Regions from separate parts of the Danio rerio genome. Here region 2 is linked to region 1. The links are chromatin contacts, called in public Micro-C maps. All regions are on one chromosome and are shown on one strand. The core of a region is the stretch at or near the end of the contact, and the rest is flanking DNA. Distances in the headings are between cores, read along the strand shown. Region 1 holds the start of mych (myelocytomatosis oncogene homolog). Region 2 holds the start of osgn1 (oxidative stress induced growth inhibitor 1).

Region 1 (5,162 bases), core at 1,466-3,965:
CTTATTTCTAACATCCTTTGGATCCAGCCCAAAACATTACAAGAAATAACATGAATGCCAAGAACAACAAGGTAGAACGTGTGTGTGGACTTTAAGGCTAACTATGCATTAAACTGATTATTCGTCCAACATACAGTATATGAAACGCTTTCATAATAGTAAGACTCATGAACTAAATGACTTTACGCAAGTCAAAACACTGAGAACGTTTCCTGCATTGATCATGCACGTTTGCTAAACGAAAAAAACCTCCACAATCTCTTCAAGAGATGCTGCTGCGCTCTTTACAATCAGTCACATGTGTTTCAGTCCTCAAACCAGCCGAGCACTCGACTACTATCAAGTGGCTAAAGTTTAGTCCCGGGTGCTCAATGTCTCTTCAGCTGTTCAAGTCTGGCTTTCAGCTGTTCCTGTCGCTCTCGGAGTTTGTCTCTTTTGCTGGTCAGTCTCTGGTTTTCTGATTCTAGATTTCTGATGCTTTCTTTCGCACGCTTTAAAATCACCACTTTGGACGCCTTGTCGTTGTTGGACAGTTCAGGGACGTTGTCCCGCAGCCTTAGAAAGCAGTTCTTTAACTCGTTGCGCCTTTGCCTCTCCATCACATTGTGCGTCCTCCTCCTCTCCTCTTCATCCTCTGTATCAACCGGCTGTCGGACGACCAGACTGCGAGAGCGTCCAGGGATCTGCAGACCTCGCTGGGAGTCTCCAGAGCCCCGAGTGCGCTTGAGAGGCGGTGAGGGCGGGGGCGGAGGAGAGGCAGGTCGCGGGGCAGCGTAATTGTGCTGCTGCTGGATTTCAAAGTGATAGCGCTTGAGTGCACGCTGCTGCTCCCGCCGGCTGTCCTCCAGCTGCTGCTGGTGCTGAGAGCGTGTCAGGGTGCTGGAGCGCCGCACCGTCACCACATCAATCTCCTCCTCTGTAGAGCACAACAACCGTTACAAGCTGAGCTTTACACTATTATTAGTGCTAAACACACAAATATCAGTGAAGAAGTTATATATCACAATCTAAAATCAATTCATTTAAATACATCTATTTTTTTCCATGTTAAAGTGTGTTATGCTTTTTTTAAGGTATGATAGGCTTAAGATCAACAGATAACTTTAACACCCAGCACTGATAAGCACTGTAAAGGTAGCAAAAGACTCACCAGAATCGCTAGTGGATGACTCTCCTCCTGTGGACAGTGAACCGTAGTCAGACGTGGATTCGATCTGCTCCTGGCTGTCCAGCGGGGAGTCTTCGCTCTCCAGTGCCTGGCAGGCGAGCGCCGCGGTGTGGCAGTCCAGCGTAGAGCCGGCGATCTCCGCGAAAATCTGCGTGTCTATGTCGGAGAGCAGGGGGCTCGTGGAGAGCACCGCGGATAGTTTATCCTCTGTCTGTTTGTCCCCGTCGGGGCGCCACAGGCAGTCCTCTGATAGCGGATCATCTGCTGAAGAAGCGGGCCCGGTAAAGTTCCAGTCCAGTTGGAGAAAGTCTGTGTCCTCCATTAAAAGTTCAGATACTAACTCCAGCTGGTCCACCGTGGACATGTTCTTTGCGAGGCCGGGTTTCATGGGAGGAGACTGAGGCGGTGTGGGGATGCACTGCAGGTCCTTCATGAGGCTCATACAGAACTCATCGTCAAACAGCAACGGCTCGGAGTCGCAGAACCAGTCGTGCGATGGAGAACACGCCTGCAGCATCTTGACGGAACCTGTTAGAAAAACGCACGAGAAAAGAATCCTTTAAAATGAGAGATAACGCGCATCCAAAAGTAAAAGTCCTCCAGTTTTAAGCGGTCGGGTTTTTTCTAACTGGCCTGCTGTCTGTTGTTGTCGAGCACTGCCGATTGTAAAGTTTCGCGGCTCGCGAGTTGCTTTTATTCTTGTTTACAATGTTTGCCCCGCCCCACGGGCGGAGTCGGGCTCGTCAGAGTAGTGATGTCATTAACAGCTGGAAAGGTCCCGCACGAGACTCTTCGCCCTTTTCAAATTCCTCACATTTGAAAAAGTGAATCATGTCTAAACTTTAAGAAAACTAATAAACAAATTCGATTCAAGGAAATATTTAATCTAGAAATTTACAATATATAAGTATATATAATGCTTTCTAGGGTTTTTACTAGAAATATATTTTATACTTCTAATAAGAACTCAACAGACATTTTCTATATTCTCATTGCAGTGATCCAAGTATTTTATTATAATACTAATGTCCAAGTTTTCCACAAAAATAGCTTGAAAATGCATTAAAACAGAAGTTCAAAAATGCACAAACTACCAAAAACTCAATTGCTTAAACACATTATTGTATAAATAATGAATAAAAAGCTAACCAATGCGCGTATGCGTGATTAAATAGATGACCAGTCACAATGTGCATTAAAATTCCGCATTAATTGTTAAAAACACCGGATGAAAACTCGCACAACTTCCTCAAAAAGCTGCATTAACACAAGTTCGAAGTGAATTTCTCTAATTCCTTCACAAGTAAAGCACTTCATGCACAGATATGCGAGAGATTCACGTTGCACGATCCTGGGGAGGAAGAAGCCGGTAGACAGACAGAACACATACAGGAAAGCCCAAAAGTCGCGCCCTTACCTTTTTCAACACTGTGGTGATAAAAGTAGACGGAAAACGTCGGCGAATCTAAATCAACCGTTCGTAAAATTATCTATAAAATCGCTGAAAGTCCGCAGATCCTCCTTGCGGCATGTCAGAGCCCACGCGGACAGAGGCTGGCAGTGGGTGTGGCAACGGTTGGAGACCATTTAATTTTAAAGGGCGACGCACAGCCTTGACTCTTCCGCTCAGAAAACTCGCGCCAAAACTCATTTGACAAATCTTGAATGAAAACCTTTGGTGTTATTATGCCTAATAATAGCCCGTAGCTCGATGTGCGATAAAATCCTGCACGGAAAAGTGGTGCAACAGCCGACGCGGAATGAGGCGAGTATAGATCCGCACTAGAGAATCGGCGGAGCGCTCGTGCACTCAATGAACCGCACAATTCCAAGAAAAAGAAGGAGGGTAGTAGCTCACACACGTGCGCCACTTCACAAATGCCGGCTCCGCTATGCGATTACCATAGTGGTGTCTATAAAAAAATAGAACGAAAGCACGTGACATTGCACTGTGGTCTGTTTTGGCGGGTAATATGTACACGAGCTGAAGGACATACTGTTCTCAAACAGGCACTCCTTATATACACAGATATCGCGCGACGCGAGGGGATAGAAATGTAAATTTAAGAAGCATATTAGAGCGATATAGGCGTGGGTTACGTAACAAAAGAATAGCATCCGGCTGAACACGTGCAGGGTAAACCCCTTTCTCTCAGGTGGCGGGGATGATTTATGAGTCTCCCGCAAACTCGACATATGGGAGGAATCCTGCATTCTTGACGACCGCTGAGCTCAGACTGCCTGCAACAAAGAGACAAATAGTTCCCATACACGTTATTTATAATGCAACTTCAATATGTGTCGTGGCGTTTTCATGCTCTCATATTACATTTGATGATATTTAGAGTGGGATGTTGGAGATGAATAGAGTAAAACGTTAATTAGTTTTTACTTTACTTCCATAGTTGATTAAATATTTTTAGGATTGCAAACTCGTTCTCAAATGTAGTTTACGTATGAAAATATGCTGAAATAAAGATTAATGACAAAAATAATTTTGATAAAATGTTTTTTTTTATCAGTGTGTGTCTTTAGATTACAATCAATAGACATTCATTCATTAATTTTCTTTTTGGCTCAGTCCCTTTATTAATCCGGGGTCGCCACAGCGGAATGAACCACCACAGTCAATATATTTAAAGTATAATAAAAAGCATTAAAAGTGGATTTTGAATGTTTCTTTCAGATTTTCAGGTTATTTATTTATATTATGCTGAAGTGAAAAAGCTTAAAATCTCTAATGTGACAAATGGATGAACAAAAGATGTTTTTGCCTTCAGTGTCTCCAAAACATAATATTTTATACATACTTCAATACAAATGATTATGCATTTTATTAATATATGCTTACACTTATATGTTCATATGTTGTTAAACTGAAATACACTATTTTTTTTATTGTAAATGCACAAAGGATTTGGGAAATGGCCATTGTGCTGGAATGGGCTGAACTGCATGTAATCGGAATGTCCTGTAGATGTTGCCCTCTAGAGGCCTCTGAATGAGGTTTAGTATCAAAGACCCAGTGAACTCCAGACAGCATTACGACACACTGCTCCGTTTGCTTCCTTTCTCAGCAGCTGCTCCTCTATAACTCTGTCCAGTGCACAGCCATGCTGATTCTGGAGCCTGCCTTTTACACATTTTATTGCGCACTTTGACATTTTTTAAACTGATCTTCATTTTTTTTAATGAAAAAAAATTATATATATATATATATATATATATATATATATATATATATATATATATATATATATATATATATATATAATTTGACGAGCAGGGTGGCCACAGTTGAGTTCAGTAAAAAAAATGTTTAGTAAAATAATAATCAAAGATGTAACATTATAAATATTTTAATCATGTTAAATGCAAGTACTGGGTCTTAAATAGTTCAAATAACTTGCGAAAACCAAATTCCAGAGAGGAATAATTGAAATGATGTTTCTTTTACTTTAAAAAAATGCTGGTCCTACTTTATATTAAGTGGCCTTAACCACTATGTACTTGCATCAAAAAATAAATGCAATGTATTGCAGAACACTTCTGGTGCTCTTGGGGTGGGCTACAGGTAGGGTTAGGGTTTGGTGGTATGGGTAGGTTTAAGGGAGGGTTAAGAGTGCAATTAAATATGTAATTACAGAAATTGTTTACAGTTCTTTACATGCTGGTATTTAATCAATCATAAGTACAATGTAAAACATGTATTTTACACAATAAGTAAACTGTAACAAATGATTAGTTACAGCTTAAGTACATATTAGTTAAGGCTACTCAATATATAATGTGGGACCAAAATGCTGTATTCCACACAATTCCTTCATGTTGTCCCAACACAAATCGATTAAGTTAGCTTAATTATTATTTATATTTACAAAAAAACTCAATAATTGTGCTGATTCAGCTTTTTTCAAATAAGTGCAGACATCTTTTTGAGCAGGTATTTCTGCTAAAGTCTACTTATAATAAAATAGGGATCATTTGCTAAATT
Region 2 (5,162 bases), core at 1,309-3,808, 250 kb before region 1:
TGCTGACAAGCCAGCAAAATGTAAGAGACTACTGAGGTACAGCATGAAAATGCTCAAATTAAATATTTGGTCTACAACTAAATGCTTATTTTAAAAGCTAATAACTGACTCCTGACATTTTATCCTATCCATCATAATATGCTACCAACACTTTATTTGAATGATTCTGAGGTTGGGGTTAGGGATTAATTACACTGAAAAAAATGTTGTCTGCAAAATTGTTGCAAACAATTTCTGAGTAATTCTTCCACTACGGGCACTTTTATGTCCTTGTGATCATATATCCAAAAAAATATATATAATTTTATTCAAGTTCCTCTTTCTTTGTCAAACTAACAATAAAACCTACTTTTTAAAAAAATACTACCTTTCTATTATATTTTTTTTCATATAATTCAACCTCCTTTTAGGTGTCAAAATCCAAAAGTTCTAGTTTTAAAAGTTTCAAGTTTTAAAATTCAATAATGAAAATAACATTTTAAAATATTATTTATTTGGTATCTATTAATGTATCTTAATGAAGCGCTACTGAAATAATTTAAATATTTTATCGTTATTAATGTGAGAGTATTATCAATATTATATTTTAAACAATATATAGCTGTCGCACAGTATCAGTGTCATTTCCACCACAACTCCGTAATGTCGCTTTAAAATGTTTGTGTGAAAGATTATTTAGGTGGTTTCTATGAAAATGAATAGTGACATCTGGGAACATGTTTAAGATGGAGGGAATTTACATTTTCATCAACAACACTTGAAGAAAAATCAAGGTAAATATTGCTTGATAAGGAAATACATTTATTCTATGTCATTTCCAAACATGCTGTACCTTCAAAGATGTTTTTAAAAACCAAACAAAATTTAGCTATATAAGAGTGTTTGGATACATGAAAGGCTAGCATCAATTTAAAGCTAATCGGTGAAGCTATTTTTTATTATATTATTTTTCATTAATAACTATAAAATATTTACTCCACAATAAAATTTAGACTGTAGCAAAATTTGATGGGTAGCATATTGCGTCATCAAAATGTGCTACCTACTTTTTGAATGGGAGGTAGGACAATTCAACAATTAATTAATAAATATTTTAAAGTTAGGTAGTTGTAAACTATTTATTTGGGCTGAATTTTAATGTGGAGTAGAGATATGAAGCTGTATTATCGCCCAATACCTAACCCCAACCTCAGAACCATTAAAATACAGTGTTGGTAGCATAATCTGATGGGTAAGATAAAATGTCAGGACACCTGGTGTGGTAGTTTAGGGTTTTGTTTGTATGTGCGTGCATGCATATTTGCATGCAATGTATGTGTGCAAATGAATTTAGAGCTAATCAGGCTTGATAAATCTTGACCACAGGGTCACAATGTTAAGTAACAGCATGTTCTTAAAGTTCAGCAGTTTTGGTGGATATCCAAGAAACAAAAGAACCACGACTACCATAACTCAAAGCCCTTATCGCTGCCTCAAATGGTATTGAAAGTATGTTTTTAGACAAGGTTAAATGACCTTTTTTGATTTACTCAAACTTTGGGTATCACCCTTAGACATATGCACACAAATTTATGGCTCCAGTCCACAGGCAACATGTTTCCCATTTTTGAGTTTGTTATCTCATCAGTTTCTTTGTCAGACTTTGAAGCTGGTCTAAGCAGTCTACTTTTAAAAAAATGTTAATGGGAACCCAAATACACCCATGAGAAAATACCTCGAGTGAGGATTTCAGTGATTAGTTCCAACAATGGAAACTTTCTTTTACTTCTGAGGAGGGTGGGGGGGGGGTCAAAAAAAGCATCACAAAGGTTAACTATATTGCATCACTTGACCCAGTAAGCATGTCGCAAAGTCACGTACCTTCATAGTTTTAAAATATGTACCTAAAATATGAGGGTTAATTTAAATGTTAAATGTCTTACATATATAGTTTGACAATAAGCAAACTGAGGATGTACAAAGTTAAGTCTGAAGGAAATATTAATTAGAAATATGAGTCATGCAAAGTCAACAAACGGTGAATCTTATCCAACTAACTAAATCACCAAGTCATTATACTCCAACGACAATAATTATGGAGATTGATATAACGTTAAAGGAAATACACAAACCTTTAGCAGTTGTCATTGCTTTCAATCATGAGGTAAAATTCTGGAAAAAAACAATGAAAGATTCAATTCAGAGAGTAGAAAATCATTAGTAATTAATTAACACTTTTATTACAAAAGACAGTCGAACATAATTGTTAAGGTTGCCAAAAAAGGCAACAATTTTCGTTAAGGGCGATGCAACGTTGAACGGTTACGATGGCAGCGACACCGCTGAAGTCGCTGCGTTCTCTGATTGGCTGATATGCAGTGAGAGCAGGATTTAAGCCAATCAGCGATCAGATCATTGTCAGTGAGTGGAAAACTACAAGGCATCAAGACGCCGGTGCGTCACTCTAAGCCGGACCAATCATATTGTAAACGTCACATCTTTTCTCGATGATTGGCTCGTATGGGACACACTATGAAGGAAAAATTATAAAACCCATTAGCGCACGAGTACTGTCTGTGTGCTGAAGAGTGCCGTATCTCTCCTAGCAGCCACGCTTGAAGCACAGCGAGAGGAAACTGCGTATTTCACCTCTCGGTTTATATTATCTTCATCTCTTGTAAATTTAAGGCTTTGCTGTCTCTCGACTTATTCGGAGCATTTACATTACAGGTAGGTGGTTACATCAAGCCGTTATGGCTTTGCTTGCATCACGCCGGTTTGAGTTAACGTTAATACATTACAAAACTTGACATCATTGCAGGGGGGATATGATTAATGTACTCGACCTCTTCTTTTGGGTCATTTTAACTCATCTTTGTTCTTTTTCCTTAAATTTGGTGTTGCGTCGTAATATGTCCGTCGGATATGGAAATTGTCTCGTAGGCATGTCTGGACAGTGGACACTTACGTGAACGCGCACGCATGTAATGCGCGCATCTGGGTTAACGTACACCCATTAAGTTAGTTACCGGCTTTCGTGTGTAACTTGGCTTTAATCTTCAGTAAATACAATCCCGTTAACCTACAGTCTGGCATGTCCGATTTGGCTGTTCGCGCATCATGGGGGCGGAGAGATTCAGCAGACAATGCGTCTGAGAAACGCGTGTCGCCTTTTCTGGAAACCTCTGTCTAACGTCAGCTCATTTTGCACAAATCCGAGAGAAAATATAGCCTTAAATAGTGTTTCTTTTATGTTCAGCAAGTTGAAACTGAGGTCACATTACGCTTTGGTTTGCAAGTAACGTTACGTGGTATGGCTGTCATTCTGACATCTTGTTTCTTAAGCATCTGAAAGTATATGATCGCAGATGAGTAAATTTATGACTATGATTTAATTTGGGATGAGCTGCTGCGTCTTTAATTTTGGGGGCGTGTGAACGCGCATGATTTAACACCTTGAATGGACTTCAGATGTGACGTGCACGCGGCTCGCTGTCACTGTGATACTTGTCTGTCACTTGCTAGCTTTTTGCAGATAAACGAGAAAAAACTTAACTGTTACAACTGACAAATTCAATAAGAGATCAAATTGGCTTATATTTTAAACTTTATAAAGCACAACATAGTAACTTGGGAGCCATAAAATTACGAAACACTGCACGTTTATACGTTATACGCGTTTAATGTGAATGCATTGTGTGCATTAACCTTTTATGACTTGCACATAAACATTTTTATCAGCCGCAACCTCATAAACTGACCTGAATTCAGAAAGCGTCCTGCACGTAGACACAGACCCACACGCCCCCCTGGACTTCGTTCAAGTTCACAGAAACGTTTCTAAAATGCGTCTACGTTCATTACAAATGTATATTAAAGTGAAAACGACGAACAATTTCCATATCAAGTGTGTTTGACTGACTTTTGATATTAAATAAAGCTCTGCTTTTTCGTTTAGCCGTTTAGTTTCTATTCAGAGTGATTCAGCTGTTTCGACCGTGGCGCGAACTCCTTTAATGGCGCTGTCACTTTAAGATATTCTGTCCAGTCATGGTTACCGTAACGCTGAACTTCTCCTGTTATGTAATTGCACTTGAGTTGATTCATAAGGAGTATTGGCTGAAGCTTATAGTCCGTCTTACTGTAATTCAGATTATATAGAGTGATGTAATATAAAAGGGGACCGTGTTAGCTGGTCGTTATTATCATGGAAGTGAGGGAGTGGTGGTGTGTATCTTGGGAGGGGGTTTTATGGTTTAGTTGATAACGTTTTCAACTCGACATTTGTTCTTTTTTATATAACAGGTTAGCCACTATGGAGCTGTACAATAAAGACACCTTTTCTGACGATATCCTGCCTGTTGTCATTGTTGGTAAGAGTTGCCATTTCAATGTTTCTTTTATGCTTTGTGAAGTTTGTGTGTACTTTGTCTGACACATGACACTACCTCTTCCATCAACACTTACAGCCGATAATGTGCTTCCTACATGCATAATGCATGCAAAATAACTCCTCTTGGACTGTTGTTTCTCTCTGTACTGTTTAAATGTTGTACTGCAACCAAGGACTACAATTAACTAATAATTAACAGGATAATTGTGTTAGGCATTAGCTGATAAGATTCTGATAGCATGATAGCATTGGATAAAAATGTAACTGTTTCACAGTATCGCAAAATTTTTTTTTTTTTTTTTGACTACTCCTCTAAATTATCATCATTTTTTAAATGTATGGGTAAAAAAACATTTTTTTCCCTGTTGAACACGATATATTTTATTTTAAGCAACATTTAACTGGGGTCCGCAGGCTCTTAGTCTTAATGTTTTAAATTTTAGGCCTTAAAGTCTTAATTTCTCTTTGTCTCTAATGCTAACCAATCGGGCTGACACCCAATCACCAAAAATCTCAATAATGATCTTGAAACTTGTGTATGTGTTGAAGTCACAACAGCTGTTAGACATTTTTACAGCAAATTCTCCAAATTAAATTCCCTAATCAGGGAAAGAAAACTGAAGCAACAAATCCCTTTACATGATCTTCTATTAATACAGAAACAATTTCTAGAAGTAACTGGGCCATCAGAAAAGTCCTTCGTGTTTAGCTTGTAAAAGCCTTAACCTTCGTTCATAATTGTCTTAAAGTCTTTAATTTGATTTAAAGAAACCTGTTGGAACCCTGATTT

What was found. Hi-C and Micro-C count contacts between places; a contact is called where the count stands out from the background.
Region 2: a contact with region 1 is called in a Micro-C map of caudal fin, with 6 times the contacts expected there. The contact joins the promoter of osgn1 here to the promoter of mych in region 1. A contact is called at or near these places in 4 of 18 Hi-C or Micro-C datasets (caudal fin, embryo, hematopoietic stem cells and 1 more) and 1 of 4 datasets of contacts at active chromatin or transcription factors (embryo).

Annotation. Positions count from the first base shown.
Region 1 is chr6:53,094,063-53,099,224 of GRCz12tu, reverse strand. It overlaps mych (myelocytomatosis oncogene homolog), which reads right to left and starts at 2,715. Exons shown (of 3, transcript NM_001126109.1): 1 at 2,586-2,715; 2 at 1,151-1,696; 3 at 1-916. The coding sequence starts at 1,685. The coding sequence ends at 369.
Region 2 is chr6:53,346,982-53,352,143 of GRCz12tu, reverse strand. osgn1 (oxidative stress induced growth inhibitor 1) reads left to right here and starts at 2,558. Exons shown (of 6, transcript NM_200186.1): 1 at 2,558-2,709; 2 at 4,285-4,352. The coding sequence starts at 4,295.